Linked DNA regions of Mus musculus: regions 1 and 2 are each linked to region 3. A link is a contact called in public Hi-C and promoter capture Hi-C data. All regions are on one chromosome and are shown on one strand. Each heading gives the region's core, a stretch centred on a gene start, on an enhancer-like site or on the middle of the called end of the contact. The rest is flanking DNA. Distances are from core to core; before and after follow the strand shown. Region 1 overlaps Ppp6r2 (protein phosphatase 6, regulatory subunit 2). Region 2 holds the start of Sbf1 (SET binding factor 1). Region 3 holds the start of Selenoo (selenoprotein O).

Region 1 (3,080 bases), core at 322-2,821, 190 kb before region 3:
TGGTAGGGTCCAGCCCTGAGACTTCCTCTACTGTACCCTGAACTTAGGTGGAGATCCTGCCTCAGGGCCTTTGTATGGGAAGCCATTTCCAGTATCCTGTACCCACAGACAACTCCTTATGCTCCTGAGCCTCACCACCTGCTCTCCCACCGCTGAATGCCAGGAGGCTGAGCTCCCTGGGGAACACAGAGATCTAGCTTTGTGGAGTACCCCTGACTCACTGGGTAGCTCCTTGACACCTTGGTCCTATATTCTCATCTTGACCACTCAAAATAGAAGCACTTGCTGGAGTGGCTGGCCTCTTGGCAAGGATGATGACAACATACCTGATTCCTTCCCTAGGGACGGCCTTCAGACACTGCAGGGGAACTGTGGCTTGACCACCTGCGAGCTGCTTCTACTTCCCAATCAGGGCTCAGACTACACCTAATCCCTAACCCTGAGATGCATTTTGTCCTACTGTGCGAGCGTGCAGGGCACCTGACTGTAATTCACAAGTGCCCTACAACAAATGGCACAGCACAAAGTGGGGTAACAGGAGAGGGCTGGCCAGAGTCCTAAGCTTGCCCTACAGAAAGTTAAGGGCAACAGGCCTTTCCTCCACTGTCTGGGACAACCGTAGACACCAAGGAGGTTAGCCAGTCCCAGAGCCTGAAAACCAGGTATTCTCTGTAACTGGCACCTGTAGTGGAGACTGTCATTCCAAGTTTCTGGGGAGCTCTTGGGACATCCAGGTTCTATCTTCTACTCTGAAACATTTAAAACAGAAAATATACACTGTTGTCTAAGAAGCCCTCTGGTTCAGCCTTTCCATTAGAAAGAGGCACTGTTTTTCTAGAGACAGCTTTACAGGATCATTAGCCATGGAGCAGCAGCAAGGATTCCAGTCTAACCTCCACTTGTTCTCAAGGAACTGAAGACTGGCCACTGAGCCCTGTTCTCAGAAGCCATGCAGTGTTCACTGGGCCTCCCAGGAAAGCTTTCCAGTCCCTTCACACCTGCCAACAGCAGCCTCCGCTGTCCTGGGTGGTGGGGAGACCTTTCCAGTATGGCCTGTGCACACAGCTTCCACAGCACCCGCTGCCTTCTCGTCATCTTCACTGTCAGATCCCCCAGAGGAGCTGCTGTCAGAGGCTACCAGGGGGGCCTTCCTAGTGACACACACATTCCAGGCACAAGGCGAGGTAGGACCAACTGCAAAAGAAGAAACCCTGCGATATTTGTGAGGGCAGAGGAGCCAGAGAACACAGATACCATGGCCTCAGGGATCCCAGATTTGCATAAGTCAGTGTGAGATGAGTGGCAGAGACGGCACATGTTGGCTTCCTGAGTGTTATGCACGTGTATCTGCATGTTCGCAGGAACCACATGAACTGCTATGTACCTTTCATGTGGGCTGCCCCACTACTCCACTAGATAGGAGATGTGTGTGCTCTTCTCAGAGGAGGAAACATGGGCTCAGAGAAGCCACTTTAAACCTAATGCCCAGGAGCGTTCTTACCCAGTCCACTTGCCTGGGAAGGAGAGAGAGGCCAAGTCAAGTCCCATAGTGGCATCCCAACAGGGACTCATCTACATAACAATGTGACTCAAGGATGTTGTAAAGTACAGGCCTGGGCCATGGAGCCTGATTGGACCTGGCTCTGAGGACACCCTACATGCTCATACATGTTGTCCTGCCTTCTACCCCTAAAGCTGGAGGACCCTAAAGTTCCTCATGTATTGTACAGTGAACAAATCATGATAACTCCAATCCCATATGTATGTAAGGATTCCAACATCACAAATACATAACCACACCTGGGGCCGAGGCCACTTCCCACCTTCTCAATAGGGTCTAGCCTTGCATCAGGCCTGCCAACTAGTCAAGGCAGCTGTCTGAGCTGTTGCTACTCACAGGTTTTCTCTGGGCCTGGACTCTGGCCACCCTCGGCATTGCTGTGGTCCATGTCCACAGGAGAGCTGCACCGGGGCCCTGTCTCAGAGCTAGAAAAGAAGATGACATGCTGAGCCCACTGGACAACACTGGTCCTGATACCCAACAGGCAAGATTCCATTCTGATGTTTGTTACCAGCAGAAAGGCTGGAAGTCGGTGAATTTGGCCCAGCCTTTCTCCTCTACAACTGAAGGACCAGCCGCCCATGCACTAGAACCCACATCCCTCGCAGCTCCTGGGGTTGCAGACAGCGGGTTCACTGGCTCATCAAAAACTGCTGTCCATGTAGTACCTGCCAGAAGGAGACGCAGCAGTCAAGAATAGGCAGGCCTAGTATGTGATAGGCGAGGGAGAAGCATCTCTCACGTAGATGAATAGCGGGGTCATCAGAGCTGACCAGGAATGCAAGATGCTCCCATAGGAAACCCCAGAAGAGCCCCCACTGTCTCGAGTGTCAGAGATGGCGGGACTCCCCAGCACTGCTTGTGCTTTGCAAAAGGTAGTATGGCTTCAAACCCTGGGACACTTGGGCATAAGACCTGTGAATGACCTGGAAAGGGTCCTATTAAGCTACCCACTGCCACAGAGCACATGTATGGGCATCAGTTCTTGCTGATGTGGTGCCTCATGAGATACCTGTAAAGCCCCATCTGTCCTCCAGTAAGGCTGATGGTACAAAGTAGGTACCATCTCACCTGTCCCAACCCAGGTCATAGCAGGCACACAGCATGGGGGGCCCCTACTGTGGGTGTTCCTGCCCTTGCAGCTGGCCAGCTCCAGCTAAGGTGCTGGCAACTCCTAACAGACAGCTGGTTTCTTGCCCGTGTCCTGAGTATCTAATACCCCAGAGCAGGTAAGAGAGGTCTCTAAGAGGAAGTATATGGGTAGATGCTCCCAAGTACATCTGAGAGATGGCAAATAGCAACATACAGGTTACATGGGGTTTCCCTTCCCTAGCAAACAGAATGGACACCAGCTGTGCAAGTGCACATGTATACAGGCAGGCACTACAGTGGAAGGGAGTAAGAACACCTGGCTCGATTCAGTGCACAGCAGAACCCGTGGTGGCCAGACCTCCCAAAACATTTCATGAAACCATGTGTAGATGGGGAACTAGGAAATCAACTGCTGGAAAAACAGTGG
Region 2 (2,754 bases), core at 140-2,639, 230 kb before region 3:
CCTGGCATTGGCAAAGGAGAGCTAGGTTTGTGTCTCTGTGCACAGAACTTTCCTAGGACAGTCTTTTCCTCTTCCCCTCTTTTATTTATTTTTATTTTATCTTATTTTTTTCAAGACAGGGCTTCCTGGCTGTTCTGGAACTAGCTCCGTAGACCAGGCTGGCTTCAAACTCCATCTGCTTCTGACTCCCAAGCGCTTTAATTAAAGGCGTGCGCTGCCACCACCACCATGACCACCAAGCTCATCCCCCTCTCTTAAAAAAGACATTTTCACTTTATGTGTATGGGTGTTTTCCCTGCATGTATGTCCACGCACCACCACAAACACGTTCCGGAGGCCAGAAGGGGGCGACAGATCCCCCTGGACCCAGAATTGCAGGCGAGGGTGCTGCAAATCCAGCACAGATTCCCATAACCTCTAAACTATCTCTCCAGAAAGGCCCTTATATCTCCTGTTTTTTGGACACATGGTTTCCTGATGAAGCCAAGGAGACTGGACTGGAATTCATGAACGACCTGCTTCAGCTTCTCAAGGGCCGAGACTCTTTATACACGTACACTGACGACTGGACTCGTCTCTCCTGAGATTGCTTTCATTCATTCTCCAGATCTTGCAGGTGGAGGGAACACGATGCTAATAGGTGGCTTGTCTTTCAGTTCTCACAGAAAACTAAACTCATCAACAAGCAAGCCTAGTCCTCCCCCTTTAATCTCCTGGTCAAGGACCTTGCCTCTCCTACAAGTGTCCATTCCTGTATTACTGCAAGAGGCCTGGCCAACCCCCTGACCTCCAGGGCGATCCAACTTCGCAGGAAGGTGACTCAAGCTGGAACTTTTTTTTTTTTTTTTTTAAATGCAGGTGTTGGATATCCCATCCATCCAATGGTGAAATATCTAGCTGCCCCTTTTTGCACTAGGAACTTAAAAAAAAAAAGCCTGTAAAGTCTTTCCCTTGGCCACCATAAGATTGGCAGGGTGAGTGGCGAAGCCATGACACTCCTCCATCCCCCAGCTCGGTCCTCTAGTTTGGGAGACTGGCTGGACAAGGCCTGAGCTCCACTGGTTTGCTTCAGGCAGACTGAGCTGGACCACGCCCCTGACCCTCGGAGTTAGGCTCTCCCAAGGGTGAGGTCCAGGTCTCCCTTCATTCCGGGGCTTCAGTTCCGACGGGGAAGTATGCCCTAATCCTGACCGGTGGTGCTTCAGGTCGAAATGTCGGCCGCGGGACCAGGGTAGCTGACCCGCCCCGGCCGCCGTAAGCTTCACCCGCCCAAAGGGTTGAGCCGGTCCTTGAGCATGAGGTAGTAGGCGGGGCAGCGCCCTCTGGACCCGCCCCATGCGGAGTGGCCCAATGGAAGCGCACTGTGCCAGGTCCCGCCTACACGGGAGGGGCAGAACTGCGCAGGCTCCTGAAGCGCCCGGGCGGGCCGGCTGGCTGGGAAGATGGCGGCGGAAGCCCTGGTCAGCGGCGCCGCAGAGGAGCGGGCCCGGGGTGTCCCAAGTGTGCAGCTTAGGGCCAGCGCCGGGCCATGAGCGCGCCGCCATCGAACCCTCGAGCCGTGGAGCCCGCCTGCGCCCCTTGCCATGGCGCGGCTCGCGGACTACTTCGTGCTGGTGGCGTTCGGGCCGCACCCGCGCGGTGAGTCTCAGCGCCGAGGGGGACGAGCTGGGGGGGACTGAGGGACTGGGACTGAGGACTCGAAGCTAAGAAGACCCGGCCGGAGGCAGGGTCAGGAGTTGGGGCCGAGCTCTCGGGGCTCTCGAAAAGAGGCCTCCGTAGTTATTGGCCACGGTGGCGTCGGGGCAACCCGCGAGGACCCCGGACGACATGGCCTGTGTAAGAAACATCCCTCCTACACCTGGGCACCTGCGTCGCTGTTCCGAGGTGGGCAGGGGCGTGTCGCTCGGGCGTGGGAGGCTGGAGGACCCTGCTGCAGTTCGGTCTCCCCGATTCCAAGTTGGGTGGGATGGGCTCACCCCGCCTTGGCCGCCTGCCGGTGGCTGGGTCTGGGAATTTCAGAGAGGGGGGCGGAACGTTTTCGTCTTCCAGCTTCTCTGACCCAGTGCTAGGTCTGAAGCCTCAAGCACCGCTTGATGGGGTGCAGTGGAGGGGGAGGGGTTCGTCGGTGGTATGGAGCCGGACTTCAGACGAAAGTGTCACACTTGGAGGAGAGCATTCCTGGTGTTCAAGCCTCTAAGCCAGGCCCCTCAGCGGGGGATCAGTGTGGTGATCTAGGAGGCCCTGATCTGGAGTCAGCACCTGTGTCTGAGAGCCCTTCAGTCCTGGGGGTAGGAGAAAACGGAGCCTGACAGTGACATCAACCACAGCCATGGAGACAACAGTGTTGGGGGGTGTTGGCTGGAGTCCTCAGTGTGCCAGGCCCTGCACAACCCTTTGTGTGTATGATCTCATTTCTCCCAATAGCCCACTGAGATTGCCTTGCTGTTGCCCTATCTTCAGCATAGAATCTGGCATAGAGAAGTTGAGTGTGTGGGTCTGGAATGGAGGCTGGGACTTGTACTCTGGCTGTCAGAGTCCACCTGCAGAGGGGCGGTATCTTAGGGACAACTGTGGCCAGATGAGGTAGCCCCTTAATCCCTAGATGTAATGCTTCCTACCGTGTTCCAGTTATCTATTCCACACAGTTATTCTGCTGCTTCTCAGACCAGCTGTCACTGTCACCATTCAGGACCCAAACTTTCTTCTTTGCCTTTCTTCTTGCTAAGTCTCCACTAGGACTGTTCCTTTGTTTAA
Region 3 (3,021 bases), core at 230-2,729:
TAGAGAGATGGCTCAGTGGTTAAGAGCACTGACTACTCTTCCATAGAACCCAGGTTCAATTCCCAGCACCCACATGGCAGCTCACAATTGTAACTCCTGTTCCAGGGGTTCAACTCTCACACATGCAGGCAAAACACCACTGTACAAAAAAAGGGGGGGGGGGAGGAGGAGGAGGAGGAAGAAGAGTTGTTCCTTTGGGCCTGTATGGTTTTGGATCCACGACTGTATTGGACACTTGTGGTACTCTCCATTGGAAAACAAGAACTATCCACTCGTGTGTGTGGGTGGGTGGGTGCATGTGTGCGCGCGCACGATTAGAACTGACAGGCTTGGGAGAATGGTCACAGAGAAGGTGGGTATAAGAACGGATTGTGCCCACAGTCCCTAGACAGTGCGTAGAGTCTGCTAGAGGCTGGGCAAGTTGAGGAAGCATACTGTTTAAGTATGGTTCCAGATAATAGGTCTGGATACCAGCCCAATGCATTGCTTCTGAAAACTAGACTCTGGGCAAGATGTTCAGCAAACAGTATCATTCGGGGAACTGGTTCCAAAGTCCGCGTTGTGTTTCTGAAAACACATCGGACAGCCATTAGAGGTGTGTCCCCTCCACCTGACAGAATTGGCAGATGGAGAGAGATCTCTCTGAGTGTCAGCCAGAGAGTAAGCCCGTTCTTGCCACTCGGCCCTTCCCTGCCAGTTTCTTTGTCTTCCTCCACCTAGGTCCTAACCATTCATGGAGTTTGGACGTAGGGCTGTCCCTACCCGGGCGAAAGCGCCACTGGGCACCTTCCCTTTTCACCCACGCGCGCAGAAGGGTGTCGCCTCCGGGAAGTTCTCCGGGAGTTCCGCACCTGGAGAAGGGCGTGGGGCCGGCGCCTTTGAGCTGCAGCTCCCAGCGCTCGCCGGCCGCTGTGCACACCTCGCCCAGGTACATGGCGGCACCGTCGCCCAACTGCCCAGCGAACTGACCGAACTGGTGTCCACAGTAGCAGTGCGCGGCGGGCTCGGTGCCCGGCAGCAGCGCATTGCCGCTGAAGAAGAGCGCAGCTTCGGCCTCGACCTCGGCCTCCTCGCTGGCCTCGAGCCCCAGCAAGGCCAGCGCGGGCTCTGACAGCGCCACCAGGCGCGGCCGCCGTAGCGGGGCCGGCCGCGCACGGCTGAAGCAGGCTCCGGGCACCGGCCGCGGGGTGGCCAGGGAGTCCTCCGGCCCAGGCGGCGGCGTCTCCACCGGCAGCTCACGCAGGGCGCGGTTGTCAAAGCGCAGCCCTGCCAGCCAACGCGGCGTGGGCTCCATAGCTGCAGCCCAGGCGGACCGGGGCGCGGACGACGGAAGCGCGAGACCGACGCACCGTGGCCGGGTTCGGGCAACCGCGAGCGAGGCCCCGACCGCGGCCCTGACAGAGGCCATTCGCCGCCTCGCCGGAAGCCTGCTCGCCCCGACCGGAAGTTTTCCCCCACCCAGTTAGGGGCTGGTGGGAGGCACGCCCAGAAGCTTGGTTCTGATTGGTCGCCTCTCGTTTGTCCACTTCCAGGCTACGAGCCGTCGCAGAGGGTGGACCTAAGATGCTGTTTAACTTCTGGCACCTGTGCACCAGGCCAGCCGAGGTCCGAAGCTCCCACCCAGGTGACATATGCCAGACTGGACTACTCCAAGTGTGCCTACAGGCTGAGTGATGTCCCTAAAAAACTACCAGGCCCCCTCACCCCTTAACTAGAGGTGAAGCCAAGGCCATTCCCTGGGTGCTGTGGGTTTGAGTGGTACTGTCCATCACATGCATAGAAACAGACATGGAATCTTTTGACTGTTTTATTCAGACAGCTAACAATCTAAGACAGTAGTTTAGCATCCTAAAGATGTGTCTTTCATCTCCTCTTTATCCAGCCGATTATATAGGTAAGTAAACAAAGCCAGGCAGTCATTTCAAAGTTTACTCTCGCCTCTCTGGTCAATCTTGTCTTAGATTTATGGTGCTGATGCTTTGCTCTCCATCATCTCCTCTCTGTAGCAGGGTTTGCAAACACTAAGAACCCGAGTCCTGCATCAGCTGTTTATATGACACTATTAACGTGTGTGTGTGTGTGTGTGTGTGTAGATCCCTTTTTAAAATAAAGTACAAATATGTTTTTATAATGTGGAATATGCAGTGCCCTGCCACTAGGACAATTTTTCCTCATCTGTTCTGTCCAGAGAAGGGCCAGAAGTCCTGGTAATATTCTTGGGATCCATGGGCTAGGTGGGAATTGGCCACCCAAGATTTGCTACAGGAATAATTTGGCTGGGCAATGGTTCCAGCTGGGATTCTGAGCCTATCTGAAACCTGGCTCTGCATGCATGCTAGGTCCTCTGTCCCCAAGTCCTTCCCTATTGGTGCCTCAAGTTGTATTTCCCTTGTACACAGCATCTCTCCCTGAAGTGATAGCATTTCCTTCTCTCTCCATTCTGTGCCTGTCACTTGCAATCTAGGTGGCTATGGATCTTGGTGGTGGAGAGGTAGGCAGCATCCAGTGCTCAGGAAAACCTGTTAGTTTCAAACAGGAGACTCTGAGCACAAATGCACGCATTCCTTCCTGGCAGTCTTTCTCCTTTTCAGCCTTTCTTCAGTTCTACACCTCAAGAATTCATCTCTGGAAATTTTCCTAGGGCCATAGTGGGCTTCTAAAACTACAATGAGGCCAGATGTGGTGGCACATGCCTTTGATCCCAGCACTTGGGAGGCAGAGGCAGGTGGATCTGAGTTCACGGCCAGCCTGGTCTACAGAGCGAGTTCCAGGACAGCCAGGGCTACACAGAGAAACCTTCTCAACAAAACAAAAACTGAACAAACAAGAAAATCCACTCCCCCCCTCCCCCCACACACAGAAAAACAAAAATCCTGCAATGAACCCAAATGTGGCCCTGGAGCTGTTCGATCACTGTCAAATCCCCTCTCCCTCTGCATGGGCGGTGAGAAGGTGGGTAGGTGTTGTTTTCTGTGACAGAGCCTGTAGTATCTTAGCCTTGGCCAGAGCATGTGTTCTTCC

What was found. Promoter capture Hi-C pulls out the DNA fragments that hold promoters and counts their contacts. Hi-C and Micro-C count contacts between places; a contact is called where the count stands out from the background.
Region 1: a contact with region 3 is called in a Hi-C map of stem cell-derived epiblast-like cells, with 2.2 times the contacts expected there. The contact joins the enhancer-like site here to the promoter of Selenoo in region 3. A contact is called at or near these places in 11 of 39 promoter capture datasets (the HPC-7 cell line, cranial neural crest, embryonic stem cells and 6 more), 23 of 484 Hi-C or Micro-C datasets (the AML12 cell line, the G1E-ER4 cell line, LSK cells and 12 more), 2 of 115 datasets of contacts at active chromatin or transcription factors (bone marrow-derived macrophages and craniofacial prominence) and 4 of 9 other capture datasets (adipose tissue, liver, macrophages and 1 more).
Region 2: a promoter capture Hi-C map of pre-B cells shows a contact between it and region 3. The contact joins the promoter of Sbf1 here to the promoter of Selenoo in region 3. A contact is called at or near these places in 10 of 39 promoter capture datasets (the C10 cell line, cranial neural crest, embryonic stem cells and 4 more), 4 of 484 Hi-C or Micro-C datasets (CD4 T cells, CD8 T cells, bone marrow-derived macrophages and 1 more), 7 of 115 datasets of contacts at active chromatin or transcription factors (bone marrow-derived macrophages, double positive thymocytes, large pre-B cells and 3 more) and 4 of 9 other capture datasets (adipose tissue, liver, macrophages and 1 more).

Annotation. Positions count from the first base shown.
Region 1 is chr15:89,280,997-89,284,076 of GRCm38.p6, reverse strand. It overlaps Ppp6r2 (protein phosphatase 6, regulatory subunit 2), which reads right to left. Exons shown (of 25, transcript NM_026813.2): 21 at 2,073-2,229; 22 at 1,898-1,986; 23 at 999-1,194. Among named protein-coding and RNA genes, the nearest start is that of Mir6959, 23 kb to the left of the region's middle. Within about 2 kb of position 1,571, at least 33 of the 459 cell types and tissues checked have an H3K27ac peak or open chromatin away from gene starts, as enhancers often do. A contact at or near this core is called in stem cell-derived epiblast-like cells, where this site is marked.
Region 2 is chr15:89,313,946-89,316,699 of GRCm38.p6, reverse strand. Sbf1 (SET binding factor 1) reads left to right here and starts at 1,389. Exons shown (of 41, transcript NM_001170561.1): 1 at 1,389-1,638. The coding sequence starts at 1,584.
Region 3 is chr15:89,087,496-89,090,516 of GRCm38.p6, reverse strand. Selenoo (selenoprotein O) reads right to left here and starts at 1,479. Exons shown (of 9, transcript NM_027905.3): 1 at 852-1,479. The coding sequence starts at 1,408.